Linked DNA regions of Sus scrofa: all the other regions are linked to region 1. A link is a contact called in public Hi-C data. All regions are on one chromosome and are shown on one strand. Each heading gives the region's core, a stretch centred on a gene start, on an enhancer-like site or on the middle of the called end of the contact. The rest is flanking DNA. Distances are from core to core; before and after follow the strand shown.

Region 1 (5,084 bases), core at 866-3,365:
ATAGGAAAATCCGACACTTGGCAGCAGTCTGTAGGTGGTGTCTCTCGGGAAGGGATGAGTTGAATGATGACCCTCGGAGCCTCCAACTGTAAGAGCAGAGCAGGGTCCGGTGAGTGAAAACACGATCCCACGTGATTTTGACCACAGCCAGCAAGACCTGCAGCCCTGGCAGCAAAGGCTGCCGGGATTTCCAGCCGTGTTGTCCTTCTTCTGGTCTTTGCACACCTCTCAGGCCCTTTTAAAGCTCTTGGTTTGCAGGTGGGACAGGAGCAAAGCTGTGACGGCAGAGACACGGCTATATGAAGCCATGTGGCTCGCTGTCTTATGTTGTGTGTTTACCTGGAGTGGCACTGGGGGCATTGAAATTACAGAGAGAAGAGACAAAGGCACCTCCCACAGTCCTTGGTGTCCCCCCTTGATGCTACTACTGACCACTGTGACAACACCCCAGGCCTGACGTGAAGCTTCCAGTGTTTGACAGATGCCAACGCTCCCTTCAAACCAGGCCCCATGACCCCACGGTAGGGTGGCAGGAGCTGTTCCTTTAACAATCATGTGGCTGAGGAAGGATTCAGACTTCCCATCACCTGCGAATTAGCTTCCAGGGCAAACTGTTCATTTTTGCCGCTTGTGAAGTGAATTCTGCTCCCTGTTCTGGCTGAAAACGTCCCTGGGAGGATAGGAGCCAGCTCAGGACAGCACAGCTCAGCACCCTTCTCGCCCTCTTGGCCACCTAGCCCTGCCCCACTCAGCTCCCTGCTGCTGCTGCACGCAGCACCGGCCGGCACTGGCCAAGGGATCTCCAGGACAGTGCCGGGTGGCCGGGTTGTAGGAGCCAAAGGGAAAAGCGGTCCCTGTTCTGTGGGGAGGCGGATGGGGAGGAATGGGGAGAGTGAGAAGCAAATCTGCTGCTTTATTTTTCTTTTTTGGCCGCCCCAAAGCATGTGGAGCTCCTGGGCCGGGGGTCAGATTTAAGACCTAAGCGGCAGCTGCGGCAACACTGCATCCCTAACCGGCTGTGCAGGACCAGGGATGGAACCTGCGTCCCAGCACTCCCAAGACGCTGCTGGTCCCGCTGCACCACAGCGGGAACCCCTAAATCTCCTGCTCTTAGTTTTAGAAAGAAGAGGGACCAGGAAAGATGTTAGGGTGAGGGCTCCCACTTCTACAACCAGAACTCCCAGGGGCAGGCTCTTTGCTTCTCCGGGACTCCATTTCCTTAGCAGTGGTTCATGTTTTGTAAGGACGCATTGAGAAGCTAAGAAGACGGTAGCTGGGTAGGCAACCTTTCCTCTCTCTCTCATAAAAATATAAAATACAAAACAAATATTTTAACACCTGCTATCACGCCCTGCCCTGAATGGCCAGGAGAGCCCTCAAGAATTTACCAGGTAGAGGGTAAGATAGCTAATAAACCAGTGAACACACAAATGAACAAGGGGACTGAGTCATCTGGTGATGAGGTGTAAAGAAAAGTCACACAGAACTGGGACGGTCGGCTGCTGCAACCTGGGTGTTCAGGGAAGACACCCGAGGTCGAAGGAGTGCTCCCAGCAGAGGGCAGAGCCAGGGAACACACCCCGAAACTAATGTCCCCAAACAACGTCAGCTTTAAATGCACTCCAATTCTTGACTTGCTACCTTACCTAAGCAGTGCCAGACTCACATACAAAATTTAACCTTTTAAGCTGAATTCGTTGGCCAAGATGCTGGCACAAATTTTCCTGCAAAGCTAGACCGCAAGCAGTTTAGACTTTGGGGTTCATACATAGTCCCAGTCACAAGTCAACCCCTCACTTCTGCCACTTTAACTGGAAGCTGCCGGAGACAAGATGTGAACCAATGGGCATGGCTCTTTGCCAATAAAACTTTATTTACAAAAACCGGCAGCAGGCTGGCCAGAGTTTGCCAACCCTTGAGTTAGGCTAAAAATTAACAGAACCATGAATGGTGAAGGAGGATCACAGAGCAAGAAAAGAGTCCAGGAAAAAATAGAGGCAACGACATGTACTGGCCGGTTTATCAGCTTGTATCACATAATAGCAAAGCCGTAGAAGGAAGTCCAACCGCCCAACAAGAACAGACAGAGCTGCCAGGCTCTGCGGACACAAAGGAAAAGGAAGTGACAACAAAGAGTGACAGGTTACACAGAAACACGGAAAAGCAAGGCTGACAATGAAGAAAGGACACACCACAGGAAGGAGGTGCCGATTACAATATAGAATTGTACACGTTTTGATCCTGGCCCACGGCTGCAGAGAGCTACCTGCAGACTGCGTGCAGTGGTGACGGCGGGGACATGATGTTTTCGTAGCTCTCATTCTGCCTCCACAAATGATCACAAACAGAACGGAGGCAAAACTTTTTTTTTTAATTTACAAATTGATTCCACAAATATGTAATAAAGACCTACTATGTTAGGGGCTACCAAGACTTAAAGTGGGGATAATGGCCACTCCTCTTGGATGGGGTTATTATTATTATTTTTTTTTTAGTGAAAACATTTCATAGGAAAAAAATGTATCTTTTTTTTCTGACTTAAAAGCCAAAACCATCTGGAAAGCTTGTTAATTTTAAAAACCTCATGAAGACAAAAAAGAAAAGAAAACGGATGGTATGGATGGGGTTATGGAGAAGAAGGATTTTATAGTAATTTTAAAAATGTTTAAATTGTAAAATATACATACATTAAAGTTACCCTCTTGACCATTTCGCATGGACAGTTCAGTATTGTGAAATACATTCACTGTTGTGGGACCCGTCTCCAGAACTTTTCATCTTGCAGAAATGAAATTCGATTGTGATGGAACAATAACCCTTCACTTCCCCTGCCCCCCCAGTCCCTGGCAACCACCACTCTACCTCCTGTCTTTATGGATTTGACTATTCTAGGAACCTCATGTAATGGAATCAGGCAGTATTTGTCTTTTTGTGAATAGCTTACTTCACTTACCATAATATCCTCAAGGTTCTTTTTTTTTTTCCCCTGACCTACAGCAGGTAGAAGTTACCAGGTCAGGGACTGAATCTGCACCACGGCATCAACCTGAGCCACTGCAGTGACAATGCCAGATCCTTAACCTGCTGCACAAAAAGAGAACTCAAATTTCCTTTGTTTTCAGGGCCGCACCTACAGCGTACAGAGGTTCCCAGGCTAGGGGTCTAATCGGAGCTACAGCTGCCGGCCTACTCCACAACCACAGCAACATGGGATCCAAGCCATGTCTGCAACCTACACCACAGCTCAGAGCAATGCCGGATCCTTAACCCACTGAGCGAGGCCAGGGATCGAATCCGCAACCTCATGGTTCCCAGTTGGATACGTTTCCGCTGTGTCACGATGGGAACTCCTTTTTTTGAGTGGGGGGCACACCTGAGGCATATGAAATTTCCTAGGCTAGGGACTGAATTAGAGCTGCTGCTGCCAGCCTACACCATAGCCACAGCAACACCAGATCCGAGCCGCCTCTGTGACTTACACCACAGCTCATGGCAACATCAGATCCTTAACCCACTGAGTGAGGCCAGGGATTGAACCTGCATCTTCATGGATACCAGTTGTGTTCTTAACCTGCTGAGCCAAAATGTGAACTACATTCTTTTCTTTTTAAGGCTGAATAATATTCCGTTATCCCTACCACATTTTACTAATCCATTCCTCTGCTGATGGACACTTGGGCTGCAGCCCTATTTTGGCTTCTGTGAATAATGCTGCCATGAACATAAGTGTAAAATATCTCTCTGAGACTTTCCGTTCTTTTGGATATATACCCAGGAGTGGAATTGCTGGATCATGTGGTCACGCTTTAATTTTTTTTTTAGGGCCACACCCACAGCATATGGAAGTTCAGGCTAGGGGTCAAATCGGAGCTGCAGCTTCCAGCCTACACCACAGCCACAGCAAGATCCAAGCCATATCTGCGACCTTAACCACAACTTGCAGTGACACTGGATCCTTAACCCACTCGGCAAGGCCAGGGATCAAAGCCATAACCTCCCAGAGACTGGTCAGGTTCTTAACACTTTGAACCACAAGGGGAACTCCTATTTTTAATTTTTTAAAGAAAGACTGTTTTCCGCAGCATATGCACCATTTTACATTTCCACCAACCATGCACAAAAGTTGCAATTTCTCCACATCCTCATCAACACTTATTGGAGGCAAAACAGTTTAGAACTGAAATCTTAGGGGCACCCTGTCACGCCCTAACGTGACAGACTGATACGCACTACGAAATGGGGTTGGTTTGTTTTTGTCTTCTCAACTGGATTGGAGAATAAGAAGTCTTATTTTGCTCCCTGTTCAATTCCCAGTCCAGGATTGGATCACAGTAGGACCTAAGGTACTGCGTATGGGCTCAAATACTTGCCGAATGGAAGAACAAATAAACCATCTCGATTTGACAAGGAAAGAACCAGATGAGATAAGATGAAGGTCGAAAGAGCCAGAAACACACCAGCCCTTAGTGAAGTCACATTCATTTCTCGGATCCTGCTTTCCCTTTTTTTTTTTTTTTGTCTTTTGTTGTTGTTGTTATTGTTGTTGCTATTTCTTGGGCCGCTCCCGCGGCATATGGAGGTTCCCAGGCTAGGGGTTGAATCGGAGCTGTAGCCACCGGCCTACGCCAGAGCCACAGCAACGTGGGATCCGAGCCGCGTCTGCAACCTACACCACAGCTCACGGCAACGCCGGATCCTTAACCCACTGAGCAAGGGCAGGGACCGAACCCGCAACCTCATGGTTCCTAGTCGGATTCGTTAACCACTGCGCCACGACGGGAACTCCTGCTTTCCCTTTTGGAGAAGGCAGGTGACAGTACTTTCCACCCGAGATCATTGTGAAGAGTAAGTGCAAAGAGGAAGGGAGTTGCTTGGCGCAATGCCTGGCACGTACTAGGTGGTCAGCCAATGGAGGCGCCTCCTTCACCACCACGGTGACGTCACTATAAAGCGCCGTGTATAAATCCAAGGTACTCTTGCTATTAAAGCCTAATTCTTAGTCCAACTCACCCACAGAAGTAACTTGGAGCCAAGATTCCTAGCTGGTGACAAGATCGCGGACGTTTCTGTCAAAAGAATAATTA
Region 2 (5,084 bases), core at 1,039-3,538, 220 kb after region 1:
CAGAGGGAAAACGCCTGTTATGAAGGCCCAGGCCTTGGAGAGAGTGCCCACGGCCGTCCCTGAGTGCCCTTTGAGACCAAGCCTATCTGCTAAGTGCCACGTTACACAGGCTCCCATTTAAGGGCACCTGCTGTAACCCAGGCCCTGGGAGAGGCCCTGGGAGGACAGTCCCTGCCCACAGCACGTGAAGAGGTGGTACGTGTCAGTTCCACAGATGAGGAAGTGCAGGCCCAGGGACAGAGCACCTGCTGGGGTTTTGAGTGGCCACGGCGGGTGGGGCAGAGTCAGGCTTTGCCCTCCTTCCCTCCCCTCTTTCCTGCACAGATGGCCCAGGACGGCCGCTCTCACCTGCATGCTTTCTAGGCAGAAGGAACAAGGGGCTCAGAATAAAAAGGTTAAAGTTTGAACCTGATTTATTGCAGGCTAGATTTGGAATTTTTTTTTTCATTCAGTCCTAAGTTCTGATAGTTTATTTGAACATTTCAGTTGCTGTTCAATCTCATATTCCTCCACTTTTTTGTTATTTTTTGGTTTTTTGCTTTTTAGGGCCACACCCACAGCATATGGAGGTCCGCAGGCTAGGGGCTGAATCGGAGCTGCAGCTGCTGGCCCATGCCACAGCCACAGCAACATGGGATCTGAGCCGCATCTGTGACCTATGCCACAGCTCACTCACAGCAATGCTGGATCCTTAACCCACTGAGCGAGGGATCAAACCTGCAACCTCATGGTTCCCAGTAGGATTCGTTTCTGTTGCACCATGATGGGAACGCCTATTCCTCCACTTTTAAAGGATAGAAATGACTTCATAATTCTGTGGCTCCTTTAGAACTGGATCCATAGACATCTTTAAAATTATTTTTGAGCAATACATCCTGTTCTTTGTGATTTAAATATTGTAACTAAAATATTTTTGAATGGGTTGGGGTCTAGCAACATGTTTTGTGAGCTGTTTTCTGTTCAAGAGCATATCTGTAAGTTTTTTGCAGATTTCTTTTTTCTGAAAGGCCTTTTAAAAATATATACTGTGGGAGTTCCCGTCGTGGCGCAGTGGTTAACAAATCCGACTAGGAACCATGAGGTTGCGGGTTCGGTCCCTGCCCTTGCTCAGTGGGTTAAGGATCCGGCATTGCCGTGAGCTGTGGTGTAGGTTGCAGATGCGGCTCGGATCCCGTGTTGCTGTGGCTCTGGCGTAGGCTGGCGGCTACAGCTCCGATTCGACCCCTAGACTGGGAACCTCCATATGCTGCGGGAGCGGCCCAAGAAATAGCAAAAAGCCAAAAAAAAAATATATATACTGTGTATTATGACAGATATAGGTAGGTAGGTGTGTATGTATATATGTATAATGAGAAAACTTTTTTCCTTAATCTTTCATGCCCGGGAGGGGGGAAAAATGTAAAATAGTTGATCCAGGGTCTTGAAAATCTCAGAAAGTCTAAGAAATGTGTCAGGCATTTTACAAAGTATGTGTGCCCTTTGGGGGAGGGAGGCATGGTAAGAGAACTCTATGGACGGAGTTCCTGTGTGGCAAAGCAGGTTAATGATTCGGACTTGTCACTGCAGTGGCTTGGGTCGCTGCTATGGCACAGGTTCAGTCCCTGGCCCGGGAGCTTCCACATGCCATGGGCACGGCCAAAAAAAGGGAAAGGTTTCCTGTGGGGAAGTAGGTGGTGGTTCTGAACAGCGAGGGCTCTTGGCTGCGGGGATTCTCCCGCAGGCTGTTCCAGACCCCTCTCCACCGACTCCCTCCCGCTCTCCTGGACCTTCAGCCGGTCTCCCCCATCCTTTCAACAGTTGATAAAAACCAGCAACGTCAGCCGCAGTCCCTGCTCCTCATTCCCTCCAGCTGTTTCCTTGTCTCCTGGCCAGACCTTCTCAGTGGACTTTTCTGGCCCATCTCCTTGGCTTTGGGCTCCTTCCTCCCACCAGCCTGCCTGCTGACGGGTGGGACACCCTCTTCCTCTCTTCCCTCGTCCTCTGGCTCCTCAGGCTCTTGTCCAGCTCCCCCTCTTCTGTTAGCAGCACCTCAGTAAACAGTGGCTTCCTTAGGACTCAGCATCACCTCTTGAAGTCTCACTAGCTCAGCAGTCCTGGGGCCTCACTTGCATCTAGTTCCCCGCCTCCCAGAGCTCCTGCCTCTGCCCCAGACCTCGCCTCCGCAGTCCAGACTCCTAGGTCTGAAGCCTCCTCGGATGCCGTGGCGCCACTGCAATCTCGTCTCAGGACTAAACTGACCTTCCTGCCCGGCCGGCTGGTTTGCCAGCGTCCCCCTTCCACAGAAAACAATCATGTGCTTTGTAGCAGAGGTGTGGCCAGCTCTTCCTCAGAGTTTGCTGTGCACATGCTGTCCTCAGCCAAGGCCTTTCCTCCTCAGGCCACCAACCTGGCAGGCCCCGTTCCTACTTCCTTGGGAGGGGTTGAGTCACTCGCCCCCAGCCTGGGAGGCCCCATGGAAAGCCAGGGAGGGGACTCGGGAGCCAGACTCCCAGCCCCGTGCCTGGACCCCTGCACAGCACAGCCTCCTAGGACCTGGGCGTCCTCCCGGTCCTTCCCTTCCCTGTCACCCCACCTTCCACTCCCTCCTGGGGCCTCTTGCTTCCACCCCCTCCCGTCTCCCGCTGTGTCCCCTTGTCGGGTCTTCAGCAGCCCCCACCCCACCCCATCACGCTGTGATGCATCAGCCCCCACATCTAGGTCGGATCCTGTCGCCACGTTCTGCCCACCCACCTCCTCCCGAGGGCTCTCTCCATCACACGAATCCTTGTGGGGTGGTCCCCTTCCCTGCTGTTCTGGGAGCCCCTGTTCCCCCCGCCAGGGCACAGGCAGGCCAGGAAGCTTTCATAGAGAACATGCTGTTCCCAGCTCTGTCCACGCCCCGGAGTCCAGCCGGCAGCCCCCCAGGGGACCAGGACAGGGAGTCAGGGCGAGGCTGTGGTGCCGCCACGTACAGCGGGCGTGGGGCAGATGTCCTGTGCCTGTCAGGCGTGTGGCAGTCTCGGCCCTCACCTGTGTTCCGTGAGGATAGCAGGACAGTTCTGCCGGCTCCCTGCCACCACTGGGTGAGACTGCACGCGGAGCCCACGGCACGAGGCGGGCTCAGTCTGCACAGCCATCGTGTTTCTAACACGTGAGCACTGGGCTTGCTACATCCTCCCACACACATACACACACCCCTCGCAGCCTGGCCAGGTCACCGCCCTGTAAAGTGAGACCGGAGGTGAACCTCCCCTCGGCCCCGCTCCTCTGCGCCTGCTTTTCCCACCCCCAGAAGCTCGCAGGATGAGTGCGCAGTCTCCAGTGGGATCTGTTAGAACATTCCACTGGCCATGCTGCCGGGCCAGGCCCGGGTCCCCCAGAACCGGGTCAGTGATGCCGCGGCCGCCTCCTGCCTCCCTCTGTCCCTCTCACTCCCTTCACTGCCCCGCAGGCCTGCGGGGAGCCATCCCCTACGCCCTGAGCCTGCACCTGGACCTGGAGCCCATGGAGAAGCGGCAGCTCATCGGCACCACCACCATCATCATCGTGCTTTTCACCATCCTGCTGCTGGGCGGCAGCACCATGCCCCTCATCCGCCTGGTGGACATCGAGGACGCCAAGGCGCGCCGCCGGAACAGGAAGGACGTCAACCTCAGCAAGACGGAGAAGATGGTCAGTGCCGGCCTGTCGGGGTGGGGGCCCCGTTCACCACCAGGAATGGGGACATGAGGCACGATTCGGGGGTGCTCAGCCCTGGGCACGCCCACAGGTACCAGCATCCCGGGCCGAGGAGGAGGCGGGACTCAAGTTCTGCAGTGTGGCCCTTTGGGCTGGGTGGTCTGCCGGCGTCGTGCAGCCATGGAGGCTGTGGCGGAAGAGCGTGGACCCTACCGCTCTCTCCCAGGAACTCTCCTCCCCTGCCAGTGGCCACAGCACTCCATCAGGCTGGGGCTGGAAGGACGGTTCCAGAGACCACCAAATGGCAAAATCAGAGTCCTTCCCCGGCACGTACTGAGGTCCTCCGCCAGGGCCTGAGGAGCGGAAGGTGCTCCCGGTGGCTCTCAGGGCCACTGGAGAGGGCCCTCCACGGAGGACGGCGAGGGCATGATTTAGGGCTGGAGGTGCCCAGGGCCAGCCGCAGTGAGCCTGCCCACCTCTGCCTCCTCCGAGCCACCTTCCTGCCCTGGGTCAGCTGCGATCAGGCCTCTCCTGCCCTGTGTTCACTCTCAGGCTGTGTGTGCTGAGCCCTGACCTCTGGCACCAGCCCCTGCCCCACACGCACATTTCTGGAACTGCCTCTTTTCTAGTTCCCTTGTCTGAGGCCACAAGCAGCTTTATAATCTATCACGGAAGTCACAAAAATCCTCAGGCACCAGACGAGGAAAGGGGATGTGTGTTCTCATGCCAGAAGGTCCAGATCTGGGGTCTTGGCCTCGAGTCCCTGGCCAGGGCCTCTCCAGCCAGGGTTGTGCTGCTGAAGGGAACCTTCAGGTGACCGCAGACTTGGCTGGTTCACACAACGTGTCTCACTCTCAACAGCAGCACTTCTCCCTGGCCCATCCACCCGCTCTCTTGTCTGTTTTTAACCAAAGCGCAAGTAAAAGTTCTCAAACCTTTTAGTGGGTGTCAGGATTGGTGGAGGGCACCAGGGGCCTGCAGGTCTGGGGTGCAGACCCAAAGAATTTGCATTTCTAACTTGTTGCTAGGTGCTGCAGCCACACTGGGCAAAGCACAGCTTTTCTAGAACCAGTACATTTGCTCAGATGGGGAGCAGCCACTATTTAGGGAATGTTTTCTGTGGCACCTGGGCCCTGATCACCTGCGGGAAGCAGATGGTCGCATTGTCCCCATTTTGCAGCTGAGAGCGCTGAGGTCACGCAGACTCTTCACCACCACTCTCTCGGGCAGTGCTCCTCAAGCTGGGCTTCCTTGACCAGCAACATCAGTGGGAACCTGTTAGAAATGCAAATTCCAGAACTGCTGAATCAGGACCTGCAGATGGGCCCCGTGGGCCCGGCATTATGCAGCCCCCCAGGTGATTCTAATGCCATAGCAGGGCGTGCCCTCTTTGCCCTCACCTCTTCCACCAGGGGCACACCTAAGTT
Region 3 (5,084 bases), core at 1,905-4,404, 130 kb after region 1:
GACTTTCAGGCCTCTGAGATAAAACGGACCTGGGTTAATTCCTGGTTCTGTGTTCTGCCTTGGGTGAACCTCCCTTCTTGGCGACTAAGTTTCCTCCTCCACGCAATGGGCATAGTTAAGAGGAATAAATGAGAACCATGGAAGTGGTAACACAGTGCCTGGAAAGTGTGTCTAATACATGAACTTTAGGTATTTTTCACTTTTAGTTATTTATTTGACCAGGTAATACGTCCAGAAAGTATAAAAGGGTAAAAAGTGAGTCTCCCCTCCTCCCTGTTCTTTCTACACTCCAGACGCAACCACAATTATAGGCTGCAAGATAGTTTCAAATTTATAGGAATGTTGCAAGAATAATTTAGAGAACTCTAGTACGCTCTTTAATCAGATTTACCAATTTTTAATATTTTGCAACTTTTAAAAATCTTCTCTTTCTTCATATGTATGTATTTATCCATTGCTAATATTATATATAAATACATATATATATATATACATACACACACACACACATATATATGTATATATTTTTTTAGGGCTGCACATGCAGCATATGGAAGTTCCCAGGCCAGGGGTCGAATTGGAACTGCAGCTGCTGGCCTACACCATAGCCACAGCAATGCAGAATCTGAGTCTTGTCTGTGACCTACACCACAACTCACGGCAATGCCGGATCCTTAACCCACTGAGCAAGGCCAGAGATCAAATCCGCATCCCTGTGGATACTAGTCAGTTTCATTACCACTGAGTCACAATGGGAACTCCTACTAATATTTATTTTTCAGAAACATCTGAGAATAGATTATATACATCATCCCCCATTTACCCCTTAATATTTCAGTATATTTTCCTAAGAACAGGATATTTTTTAATGTAACTTAGCTTGGTTACCGAATTCAGGAAATTTACCTTGATATAATACTTTAATCTGCCATCCACATTCTGATTTTGTCAACTGTTACAATAACATGCTTTACAACCTTTTTTTTTCTTTCAAGTACGGGATCCAGTTCAAGACCATGTTTTTAGCATTTAGTCGTTGTCTCTTTGCTTTAATTTGGAATGATTCCTTAGCTTTTCCCTGTCTTTTATGACATTAATGTTTTTGAAGAAAACAGATTAGTTATTGCATAGAAGGTTCCCCATTTGAGATCTGCCTGCTTATATCTGGGCCCTCTGCTGGAAACTGAAAGGCCAGGAGCTGAAATATCTGAAGGCTCATTCACTCATATATCTGGCAGTTGACACTGCCTGCTGGCTGGAGTTTAGCTGGGGCCATTAGTCAGAACACTGACAACAGGCCTCTCCATGTGCACTGAGCTTCCTTAGTGATGAAGGGAAGGCTAAGTATAAACGGAAGAAGTCCTGCTGCCTTTTATGATCCAGCCTTGAAGGTCATGCACGGCACATTCACTGCATTCTATTAGTTGAAGAAGGTACAATGTTCTGCCCAGGTTCAAGGACAAAGAACAGGGAGCCTACCTCCAGAAGAGACATATCAATGTCATCTCATTAGAAAAGCATTTGGGATGGGATATAAATGGTGTGACCTGGAAAATACAGTCTGCCCCAGTTTGTTTCATGCTATGCATCCCTGGCTGAAACATGACTTAAGTGATGTTGCATCTTTCTCAGGGCATCACGTTTGGACAGCCGTGATGTCATCCGCCTCTCCTTGGTGATGGAGATTTTGATTTCCTGGTGAAGGTATACCAGTTCTCCTCGAAACTTATAAGTAATCTACTAGGGGCCATGTGAAGACAATGGAATCGTTTGTTCCTCATAAATTTCTTCAGATTAGCATTCGTTAATGATTTTTGCCTGAATCAATTTATGATGATTTTAAAACATATATTTTTACTAACATAAGTAGATGCAGAGCTGCACCTGGGATTTTGGGGGGTTTTGTTTGTTTGTTTTTGTAAAAATGTGTGTTGGATTGCATTCCACCTTGACACAATCTTTTCCAAGGGTGGCTATTATTTTATTTTATTTATTTATTTTTGTCTTTTCTAGGGCCGCTTCCCGCGGCACATGGAAGTTCCCAGGCTAGGGGTCTAATCAGAGCTGTAGCCACCGGCCTACGCCACAGCCCCAGCAATGCAGGATCTGAGCCGCGTCTGTGACCTACACCACAGCTCATGGCAACGCCAGATCCTTAACCCACTGAGCAAAGCCAGGGGTTGAACCCACAACCTCACGGCTCCTAGTCGGATTCCTTAACCACTGTGCCACGACGGGAATTCCAAGTGGCTATTATTTTAATAATGAGGAGTCATTTTTATTTTAATGATGGTTGCTCCTGCTCAGCCTCCTATGCTGGTTTTCTCCTGTCTCTCTGACCTTGATTGTGTTGCATGTGCCCCACAGCTCAGTCCTCAGAAACCTTGTCCCATCTAGTCTCCTGCCTTGAGATACCGTCTAAGCACTAACATCCTTGAATGGATGTCTTTGGCCCAAGACCTCTGTCCTGAACTTCAGGATCAGATCTTCATCTGCCTCTTCCCCATCTCCACTTAGAGATCTAACAGCCATCTCAAAATGAACATGCCCAAAATCCAGCTCCGAACTTTCTCCCCACCCAAGGTGCTCTGTCTTCTTACCATCTTAGTTAATGTCTCCTTCAGCCTTCTATTTGCTCGAGCCAAAATCCTGAGCACCATCTTGGATTCCTTTCTATCTCTCACCCCTCACATCCAGTCATTAGCCATGGCTCAGCATCTCTGCGTAATTTTTCGTTCATCACCATCTAACATGCTGTATATTAATTTATTGGTTGTCTATCTCCTGCCACTATTAAGTCAGCTCCAGGAAGGCAGGGATCATGTCTGTTTTCCACACAGGGGCATCCCTAGTACCTAGCACAGTACCTGGTAGGTGCTCAATAAATATTTATTGCATGCAAGAATGAAACATCTTTGTACCAACCACAAACCTTGTCTAGAACTACATACATAGTGGGTGCCCCCCCCCAAGTGTTTGGATTAATGAAATAAAGAACGAGCACCTCCAATGCCACTTGTATGATCAATGCAATAAGGCCACCATTCCTGGTAACTTATTGACATTTCCCTGTCCAAACAAGTCTCTCCCACAGTCCAAGAGCTGATAACATGGGCAGTCAGGCTGGCTGGCACCAGACTGACCCGGATGTGGTAATCAGGCCACATCACAGGGGAAGGGGAACTTTGTGGCCAGAGGCTCCAGGGGTAGAGGCCAAGTTGAGCATTTAGAGGGGAAGCTGATGCCAGTAACTCGAGCCGAAACAGAAACTGTGGTGACTGGCCAGGAAGGATGCCTCCACCTGTGCCTCTTGCCCCCCGCAGCCGCTGCTGTCTTCTAAAAGACCACAAATATTTTTCGGAGGAAACTTTTCATTGAAGTGTAACATACATATAGAAAAGCACACACACAAGTGACAACTCAATAAAATTTCACAAAGGCACCACACTAGGATAACCAGCCCCCAGATCAAGGAACACTTCCAGGCCCCTAGAAGCCCCCTCCAGTCTCTGTTGCCACCAGCATGGTAACTATCACCCTGATTTCCAACCCTAATGATTATTTTTGCCTGTTGTCGAACTTTATTGCTGGCATAATACAGCATTAATTATTTCACGTTATGACTTCTTTGCAGATTATGTTTGCAGGAACAGGCTTTTGAAACTTGCCTCTTCTTCCACAAACTCTAAATAGGAAAGTGAACCTAGTAATAACTCACCTTGCTGCTGGTTTCAATATGTCAGCAATTCCTTGGAGCCTGAAGCCCATCCAGGAGGCTGGAATTGTTATTGCTCCCATTTCACAGATGAGGTGAATGAGGCACAGAGAGGTTAAATAGTTTGCCCACCTAGGAATTAAGAGTCTGCGTTTGAACCCAGGTCTGTCTGATCTATGAGCTCATGTTCTTATCTATCATACACATGTCTTATCAATAAAATGACCATTTATTGAGAACCCCCTTTGGGCTGGACATTGTGCTTGAGCTTTATGTTCATTGATTTTCCCAGCCCCTGCATGAGTCATATGTCTTTATCCCTGCTTGACAGATGATGAAAGCAGGATTCAGAGAGGTTAAGTAACTTATTCAGGGTCACACAGCCTAGAAAGGCATGAAAATAGAGACTTAAGCCCTATTGCACTGATTCCAAAGTTCAATGCAGGGTGATATCCACATCCAGTATTTACGTGCATCTTTCAAATATACCTACTGGTTTTTTCAAAGAAGAGACAACAATAGCAGTTATCTTTTGTAGAACCTCTCTGAAGCAGATGCTTTGGGCAAAGATTATGAATAATCCCTCTAATATCTGTTCCTGCCTCCTCTTTCCTAGTGAGAGAATGCCTGATTTTTAGCTGGACCCACAGCTTCCCACAGCTTTACCACATATCCCAGGCTTCTTTGAAGCGAGGTGGAAAAATGTGACTAAGTTACAGCCAATGGGAAGCTCCCCTCCTATATACCCCCTGGACCCACTTCTGGGTCCTTTTTATGTATATTTTATTTCAATTACAAAAACAATTTTTCCCTTAGTAAGCCAAGGTTACTTTGGGTCTCTAGTTTGTACTCTCATATACAGCACTTTATTATTCATAATCTTTATTTCTCCAATCAGCCTCAAGACGGGGGGGGGGGGGGCGGGTCTCTCCTTTATGGTTGAGGGACTGAGGCTCAGGGACAAAGGGATCTGCTCTAGATCAGCACCAGAGTCCACCCCCTGGGACAGCAAATCTTCTGTTCTTCCATTCTACCAGGATTGGCACACTGTGGCCTGATGGCCCTTGCAGCTGAAAACGGTTTTAACATTTTTAAAGGGCTGAAGCAAGGAGGAGGACAACGAGAGGAACAGGCAACAGAGACCTTAGGTGGCCTGCAAAGTCTAAAATATTTACTATTTCACCCTTTACAGAAAGAGCTTCCCAACCCCTAAAATTTTAAACTCTCAGTTTCTCTGCCTGGGAAATGGGGGTTCAGACATGTATTTAACAAACGCAGGAGGACATGTATTAGAGTCACACAGGTGATGGAGCGAGGAAAGAAGCTAGAGCAGGAGAACTCTAATGAGTGTGCATTGGATAAACCAACC

The links. Hi-C and Micro-C count contacts between places; a contact is called where the count stands out from the background.
Region 2: a Hi-C map of liver shows a contact between it and region 1, with 5 times the contacts expected there. The contact joins two enhancer-like sites. A contact is called at or near these places in 2 of 5 promoter capture datasets (fetal liver and liver), 24 of 47 Hi-C or Micro-C datasets (alveolar macrophages, blood, embryonic fibroblasts and 14 more) and 2 of 2 datasets of contacts at active chromatin or transcription factors (alveolar macrophages and skeletal muscle).
Region 3: a contact with region 1 is called in a Hi-C map of liver, with 3 times the contacts expected there. The contact joins two enhancer-like sites. A contact is called at or near these places in 2 of 47 Hi-C or Micro-C datasets (embryonic fibroblasts and liver) and 2 of 2 datasets of contacts at active chromatin or transcription factors (alveolar macrophages and skeletal muscle).

Annotation. Positions count from the first base shown.
Region 1 is chr17:51,245,871-51,250,954 of Sscrofa11.1, forward strand. No RefSeq gene overlaps it. Among named protein-coding and RNA genes, the nearest start is that of PTGIS, 48 kb to the left of the region's middle. Within about 2 kb of position 2,116, at least 18 of the 83 cell types and tissues checked have an H3K27ac peak or open chromatin away from gene starts, as enhancers often do. A contact at or near this core is called in alveolar macrophages, liver and subcutaneous adipose tissue, where this site is marked.
Region 2 is chr17:51,465,008-51,470,091 of Sscrofa11.1, forward strand. SLC9A8 (sodium/hydrogen exchanger 8) reads left to right here. Exons shown (of 17, transcript XR_002340027.1): 14 at 3,431-3,651. Among named protein-coding and RNA genes, the nearest start is that of IL29, 17 kb to the right of the region's middle. Within about 2 kb of position 2,289, at least 20 of the 83 cell types and tissues checked have an H3K27ac peak or open chromatin away from gene starts, as enhancers often do. A contact at or near this core is called in liver and subcutaneous adipose tissue, where this site is marked.
Region 3 is chr17:51,373,512-51,378,595 of Sscrofa11.1, forward strand. No RefSeq gene overlaps it. Among named protein-coding and RNA genes, the nearest start is that of SLC9A8, 25 kb to the right of the region's middle. Within about 2 kb of position 3,155, at least 13 of the 83 cell types and tissues checked have an H3K27ac peak or open chromatin away from gene starts, as enhancers often do. A contact at or near this core is called in alveolar macrophages and liver, where this site is marked.